Linked DNA regions of Anser cygnoides: region 1 is linked to region 2. Evidence: chromatin contacts called from public Hi-C data. All regions are on one chromosome and are shown on one strand. The core of a region is the stretch at or near the end of the contact, and the rest is flanking DNA. Distances in the headings are between cores, read along the strand shown. Region 1 has its middle 160 kb from the start of HIVEP2. Region 2 holds the start of HIVEP2 (HIVEP zinc finger 2).

Region 1 (3,164 bases), core at 35-2,534, 160 kb after region 2:
CTAAGAGTCTTCTTCAGAAATGGCACTTACTTCTGCTCAAACCCCAAAGGGCTGCAAGGGCAAAATTATGGTGGAAAGCAAAGAAAGCAGAAACAAAGAACAGTAAAGAGGGAAGGGTACGGTAAAGCAGAATATAGCCTCTTCTGGGTGTACTCTGGGCCACTTTTAATTGTTTGGCACTTGGCTTAAACTTACATATTCCCCAGGCGGTCAGCACAAGAAGTGGCTGGATGCCTTCCTTTACAAAGTGAGCACAGCCTTTGTGGCTGCAGTAGTGGAGGAAGGAAAAGTATAGCCCAGACTGAAGTAGTGGATGGAAAAACCCTCAGACATCCTCATTGTACTGATTAGTATCTTGAGTCATTGCCTTTGGGGGAGGTGAGAGTTTCCTCAGTACAGCTGAGTTAGACGAGTTCCTTTAATGAGGTTAGATACAAGAGGCATTGCGCAGTATGATGGAGTTCCCTGGGAAAAAAAAAAAAAAAGAAAGAAAAAAAAAAGAAATAAAGATGTCTTCTTTTTAATGCCGAGGGTCAAGGTCTAACTGGGCATCATCAGCATCAAAACAATAGGCTTTGTGAGCTGCCAAAGCTGCCCTAGATACCCAACTGAAGGCAGCTGGAAGTGATGGACGGAGCGGTGATGCCGCGCGGCTGCTCCATGCCCCAAAGATCTGCCTCGGGCTGAGGGTCTGTCACCACAGAGTGGTCCCCATCCTGCCCGTCGGAGGCTGTCCCTGCCCCAGCTGCCAGGCAGCCGGCGGCGGTGGCACAGCAAAGGCCAACGCACGGGCGGTAACGCTAATGCAATGTGAAACCTCCCCCAGACAGCCAGGCGGGAGGGCGGAGGGGAATGAGGACACGGGCGAAAAAGGGAAAGAAATCGGGCTGTCTCTTTATCTCCTTTCAACAGACCTTTGTTACACAATGTGCATATTTGTGCTGCTTTATATAGCACGCGTTAGGTTTTCCTGCTTCCTGCATGCACTGTCAGGACATGGCATGAAGACAAAGTGTGAGTCTGCTGCGCTTGAGGAGTTAAACTTGCTGAAGGGAAAGGGAAGGTCTGACCTGCATGAACCTCGTGACTGCTAATCTCTGTCCTGTGGCTAGCGTGAACCCCCCCAAATCTGGCCGTTCCTGTTTGGAAGCAGCTGGTGCCCTGCTTCGGTCCCACTGGGCTTTGCGAGTTTCAACACACAAGAGGTTGCGGTTTGCTCTGAATAACACTATCTGAGCTCGGAAAGCAAAGCTGTCGCCTTTGCAGTTAGACCTGCTGAGCACCTTCAGCTACCAACTGGGCAAGCAGGTTGTCACACACTTCACGTGGCCCATGCGGAGGGCTGACCTCTCACTGAAATGCCGCTTGTCAGTCTGCTGCTCTGGAAATCTGTTACCATTTCTTAAATGCTCAGCAAAAGTGGTGGAGCAGGGAAAGATCAGAGAAATCACTTTGCATAGAGTGACCTGGTAGTACTGAAGCTGTTTTTTGTTTGTCTGTTTTTCCATTTATTTCTTTCATTCTCCTCCAAGAATCATAGCTCAATCTCAATCATTTTTTTTTCTAATAGTTTGGAGTAGGTTTAGGAACTTGAGATTCCCTTCATTACCACCTTTTCCTTCTTGAAAGTGCCAGACTGGATTTTGCACAAAAGGCATATTAATGGACAGAGAGCTGTTGTAGCTATAACAGCAGCAAAAGCTGCAGCCAGCACCCTTCCGCAGGGAAGCAGTGAACCCAGTCACCAGTGTCTGTCTAACCCAAACCAAGGGGCTCTCAGGAGCCCTGCTCCTGCTCCTGCTCCTGCTCCTGCTCCTGCTCCTGCGCCTGCTCCTGCTCCTGCTCCTGTGCCTGCTCCAGCCTGCAAGAGAGCTTGAGCTGGCAGTGATGTCTTGGTGGTAACAGGCCTAGGTGAAGCTGCCAAGGCCTTAGCTAAAGAGCTGAGACCCAAATTTAGTTTTGGACCTTTTGGGAACAAAGGGTAAAGTGTCTGGATTTGGGGTTCTTGATAGATGTAAGACACAGATGAAGTTCAAGGTTATAATAAAATTTTTGACAGCGTGTGGGGAAGTTGGTCCTGGGATACCAAGTATGGATGAACTTCAGCTTCCTGTAAAAACACCGCTAAGCTATGTTAGTTTTTTCTTGGTGAAATGAACATTTCTCTGGTCCCTTTAATGCATTTATCGCCCATACTACCTTTCAAGATAATAGCTATGAATGCCTCCTTTGTTATAAGACGCGCACTGCCCTGTGTGCGTGGGAGGTGGGTGTTACACTAGGCATCATACAGCAGTATTCTGGTATTTTAATAAATGAGCTTCTACTGGAGGTGACATTACTTGAGTGTAAAACCAGGCATATCTGTCTCCTTAGCAAGATACAGGGTATTCTGTGGGGGTGTGAAGTAATTTTCTTTGAATAATTGAATTAAGTAATTATGCGTTATATAAATGTATAAGGCTCCAATTGCCCATAGTATCTGTGTACCATTCACAGAACTCAACGCAATATTTTCTTCTGATTACATGAACACTCTATTCTGAATACGCCAAACAAGCTTCATTTCTGTTTTTTTTATAGCTCCCTGACAACTACTTCTGCAACACCCATGAGATGTGAAGAACAACCAGTGACCTCCTACAGTGAACAATCTGCCACCAGAAGAGCTGTGCATTTAAGGGATTTTTTTGGCTCTGTTGCCAACTCATGCCCTCATTCTAAGACACACACACAAAAAAAACATCATAAAATAAAATAATTTTTAAAAGTGTTTCTTGGTGAAGCAAAATCTCAGAACTTTTAATGTGTTCAAAAGATTTTCATTTGGGTACTTGTAGATGAAATAAAGGCTATAGTCACAAAAGCTGCTGTGGGAGGATATATTACCAAGTATCCTGGAGCATGCATAGGGACAAGAAAGCTAGTTAAGTTTCCATCTCTGAAGAAATCTGAGGGTATGTGCCACAGAGGACAATGTTCTCACTAGTCCCTTGCAAGCTGGTTGTGTTTATGCAAGGTTTGGAGCATTGCTCCTTGATGTCTTCTGATGAGACAACCACTTTGTGTGCAGCATTTTGCATTCACTGCAACACACTCTAGAAACCAAACTTCCACTTCCCAGCCACATGAGTCATTTTCACACTTGTGTTCTGCTTCAGCAA
Region 2 (3,185 bases), core at 427-2,926:
GGAGGGAGGTAAGGGTGAGCTCAATATAGCAGAAAAGTGTTTTACCTTCAGGAAATAGATGTATTTGCTCATTACCAGGCAAATAATGCTCTCCTTCCTTTTGGCCCGCGTCCAGAGTTATTTGCACAGTGACTTATTCAAGCGAACCACCTCGGCTTTGGGCTCCCTCCCACCATTTGGTGCTGCGGGAGCTTGAAGCTGCTGCGGATAAAGAAATGCTTCACTGGGACGTCTTTGTGCTCTGTGGAGGAGTCACGGGCACACTCCCCTATGAGGAAAGACCGCTTCTTGTTTACGCAGGAGGGCAGACCAACGAGGTGCAGCAGCCCTGCACCATGTAACGCTTGTGGAGGTGTCGGGAGGGCGGCCCGGCAGCCTCCTTTCCTCTTTTCTCACAGGGCAAGGCGGCACTTGAGCAACATGAAAGCGGTGTGTGCAAGTGGGAAGGCGGAACGCTGTGGCTGGAAATACGCTTTATGGTATTGAATGACTGATATGTGAAACTCATAGCTGCTGGTTATCTCTGAGGGCAGGAACTCGAGAGGGTCAGGAGAGGGTAAATATCTCTGGAAACAAAAGTCCCCTCAGTTATCGGAAGTAATGCTGCCGTACAAGCTGATTTTTGATGCGCTCGGCATCCAAAGCAAAGCAGGAGACAGACACAACCCTTTGAGGGCTCTCTCCCAGCCTCCTGATCCAGCCAGTTCTTGCTTTTTGTCTCCCCTCAGCTCTTGGGGAGTCCCCATGGGGGGCTGCTGGCAGAGCCCCTGCATGGCTCTGGGGCATCCCAGCCCCAGCTCGGGGCCCTTCTCTCCCCCACAGGGGACGAGGATCAGACCCTGCGAGCAGCCCTTCCCCACGGGCTCCTGAGGGACAGGATGGATCCCGTGGTGGGAAGGCAGCGTCTCCTCTGGCGGGGCTGCATCCGTGACAGCTTTGTGAAGAAACGGTGAAGAGCCTTGCGGGTACGGGCTTGGGGAGCAGAGTAATTTTTCCCAAGGAAAGGCAGGATGAATCCCTGCGAAATTGTCAGCTATTTTAGGAATGGCAATTTAGCGTTTCGACTCAACTGTATCATTACAGGAAAAGTTATGTAACATATTCCCCATTACCCGGCTGGGGAGCAGCACGGCTCACCCAACCTATGCATTCTGTATGTCCTGAGCAAAAAAACAAACAACAAAGACACAGGTTTTTAGAACAATTTATGGTGTTTAATAAACTGTGAGCATCGCTGCTGAAGTATAAGGGATCTGTGTCGTCACCGGCAGCGGCCGTGACGGCCGAGGCGACACTCGCGCGGGTCGTCACGCGCCGTTATTAACGCCGCCGTGCCACAGGAGGCAGCGCCCGCCGCCGTGCCCCGTCAGGGTGAGAGGCGCGGCCCGGCCCCGCCCCGCCCCGCCGCGGGGGATTCCCCTCACGGCCGCTCTGCCCCCGGCTGCGGCGGGAGCGCGGCCCCGGCCCGACCCGGCCCGGCCCCGCCCCTCCCCGCACGACGTCGCGGCCGCTCATTGGCTGCGGGCGGCCCCGTGGGCGCGAGCCCCGGCGGCCGTTAACCGGCCCCGGGGGTCCGCGCGCGCGTGTGTGTGTGTGTGTTGGGGGGGCGGCCGTTAAAATAACGGCCCTGTAACGGCTGAGGGGGTGTGAGGGGGGCAGGCGGGGGGGGCGAGCGGCGCCCCTGAGGGCCGCGGGGAGGATGCCCGCTGCCCAGCGGGACCCGCACGGCCGCGCGGGGCCGGCTCCCCGGGGAGTTCCCTGCGCGGGGAGGGGCCGGGGGGAGCGGAGATGTCCCCCGGCGGGGCGAGGCCGAGGCCCTGCCCCCTCCCCTTCGCCCCGCCTCTCCCCGCCGCACCTCTCCGCTGCGCTCCGCGCCCCGCTCCCTCGCACAGCCGCGCGGGCAGCGCCCATCACCCCGCGGCCGGGCGCGCCCCGCTCGCTCCGTCCCTCCCCTCCCTCCCTCCCTCACACGCCGCCGCCGCCGCGCTGGGGGACCCGGTGACGTCACGGGCGGCGCGCTCCCGGCGCTGGCTCGGCGCTCGCCGCCCCGTAACTTGTGCCGTGGGAAGCGGCGCCAGGAACAGCCCGGCCGGGCTGCGAGCTGCGAGCCCTGCCTCGCCTCCCTGCCCTCCTCTCCCCTCCTCTCCTCTCCTCTCCTTCCCGACCGCGGCCGCCGGCCTCCGCCTCGCCCCCGTCAGTGCCGCGGTGATGCTGGTGCGTTCCCGGCGGAGGGGCAGCGATGAGCTACCTTAAGATAAATACGCGAGACAGACGCCCCTTGGCCGCTGGAATATCTCTGCCTGGCCTTATATAAAGGAACGCCGCCGGCCGCCGAGCTCCGGGCAAACGGAGCGCCCGGCGGGAGCACCAGCACCGCCGCCAGCAGCAGCAGCAGCGGCAGCAGCAGCGGCAGCGGCAGCAAGGGCACCGGGAGGGCTCCGCTCCCTCCTCCTCCGCCGCCGCTTCCCAGGTGAGCGGCTGACAGCCGCCCCGCGGGGCCGGGGGGGCACCGGGGCTGCGGGGAGGGGGCGCTTGACAGGCGGCGGGGGGGGGGGGGGGGAGGGCGCCGGCCCGGCGGTGCCCCGGGGCAGCGCGGCCGGCGGGGCTGGCCCCGGCGCCGGAGGGGCCCGTGGGTGCCGGGGCCGGGCCTGTGCGGGTGACACGGCGCCGGGGAACGCGGGGAATACCCAGCCTGCGAGCGCACGCAGCCGGGGAGCGGGCTGCCTTGCGCAACCCCCTGCCGCGGCGGGGAGGGGGGTGCGCGGGGGCGCCCCGGCCGCGCTCTGCCCGCGGCCTCGGGGGGGTGGGGGGGGGGGGGGGTGCGCCCGGGGCCACCCGGCGCGGCGGCGGCGGCGGCCGGAACGCCCCCGCGGGGCGGGCAGGGGAGGGGGGCGCTGCGGGGGGACGCCCGCTGCCGGCCGCGAGTGTGCGTGTGTGTGTGTGAGCGTGCATATGTGTGTGTGTGTGTGTGTGTGTGAGCGTGCATGTGTGTGTGTGTGTGTGTGTGTGTGTGTGAGCGGGTGCGCGGCGCGGCGGCCGTTCCCTGAAGTGGGTGGGCCGCGGGCCCGTTCCGGGAATGTTCCATGACGTGTGAGCGCCGCGGGAAGGGGGTTCGCGAGGGGCTCGGCCGCCGGCGGCGGTGGCGGTGGTGGTGGTGGCAGCGGCGCGGGGTCTGCCGGGGGCAC

The links. Hi-C and Micro-C count contacts between places; a contact is called where the count stands out from the background.
Region 1: a Hi-C map of liver shows a contact between it and region 2, with 4 times the contacts expected there. The contact joins the enhancer-like site here to the promoter of HIVEP2 in region 2. A contact is called at or near these places in 4 of 7 Hi-C or Micro-C datasets (granulosa cells and liver).

The regions. Positions count from the first base shown.
Region 1 is chr3:58,204,342-58,207,505 of Taihu_goose_T2T_genome, forward strand. No RefSeq gene overlaps it. Among named protein-coding and RNA genes, the nearest start is that of HIVEP2, 160 kb to the left of the region's middle. Within about 2 kb of position 1,285, at least 2 of the 3 cell types and tissues checked have open chromatin away from gene starts, as enhancers often do. A contact at or near this core is called in liver, where this site is marked.
Region 2 is chr3:58,048,845-58,052,029 of Taihu_goose_T2T_genome, forward strand. HIVEP2 (HIVEP zinc finger 2) reads left to right here and starts at 1,677. Exons shown (of 12, transcript XM_048080738.2): 1 at 1,677-2,470.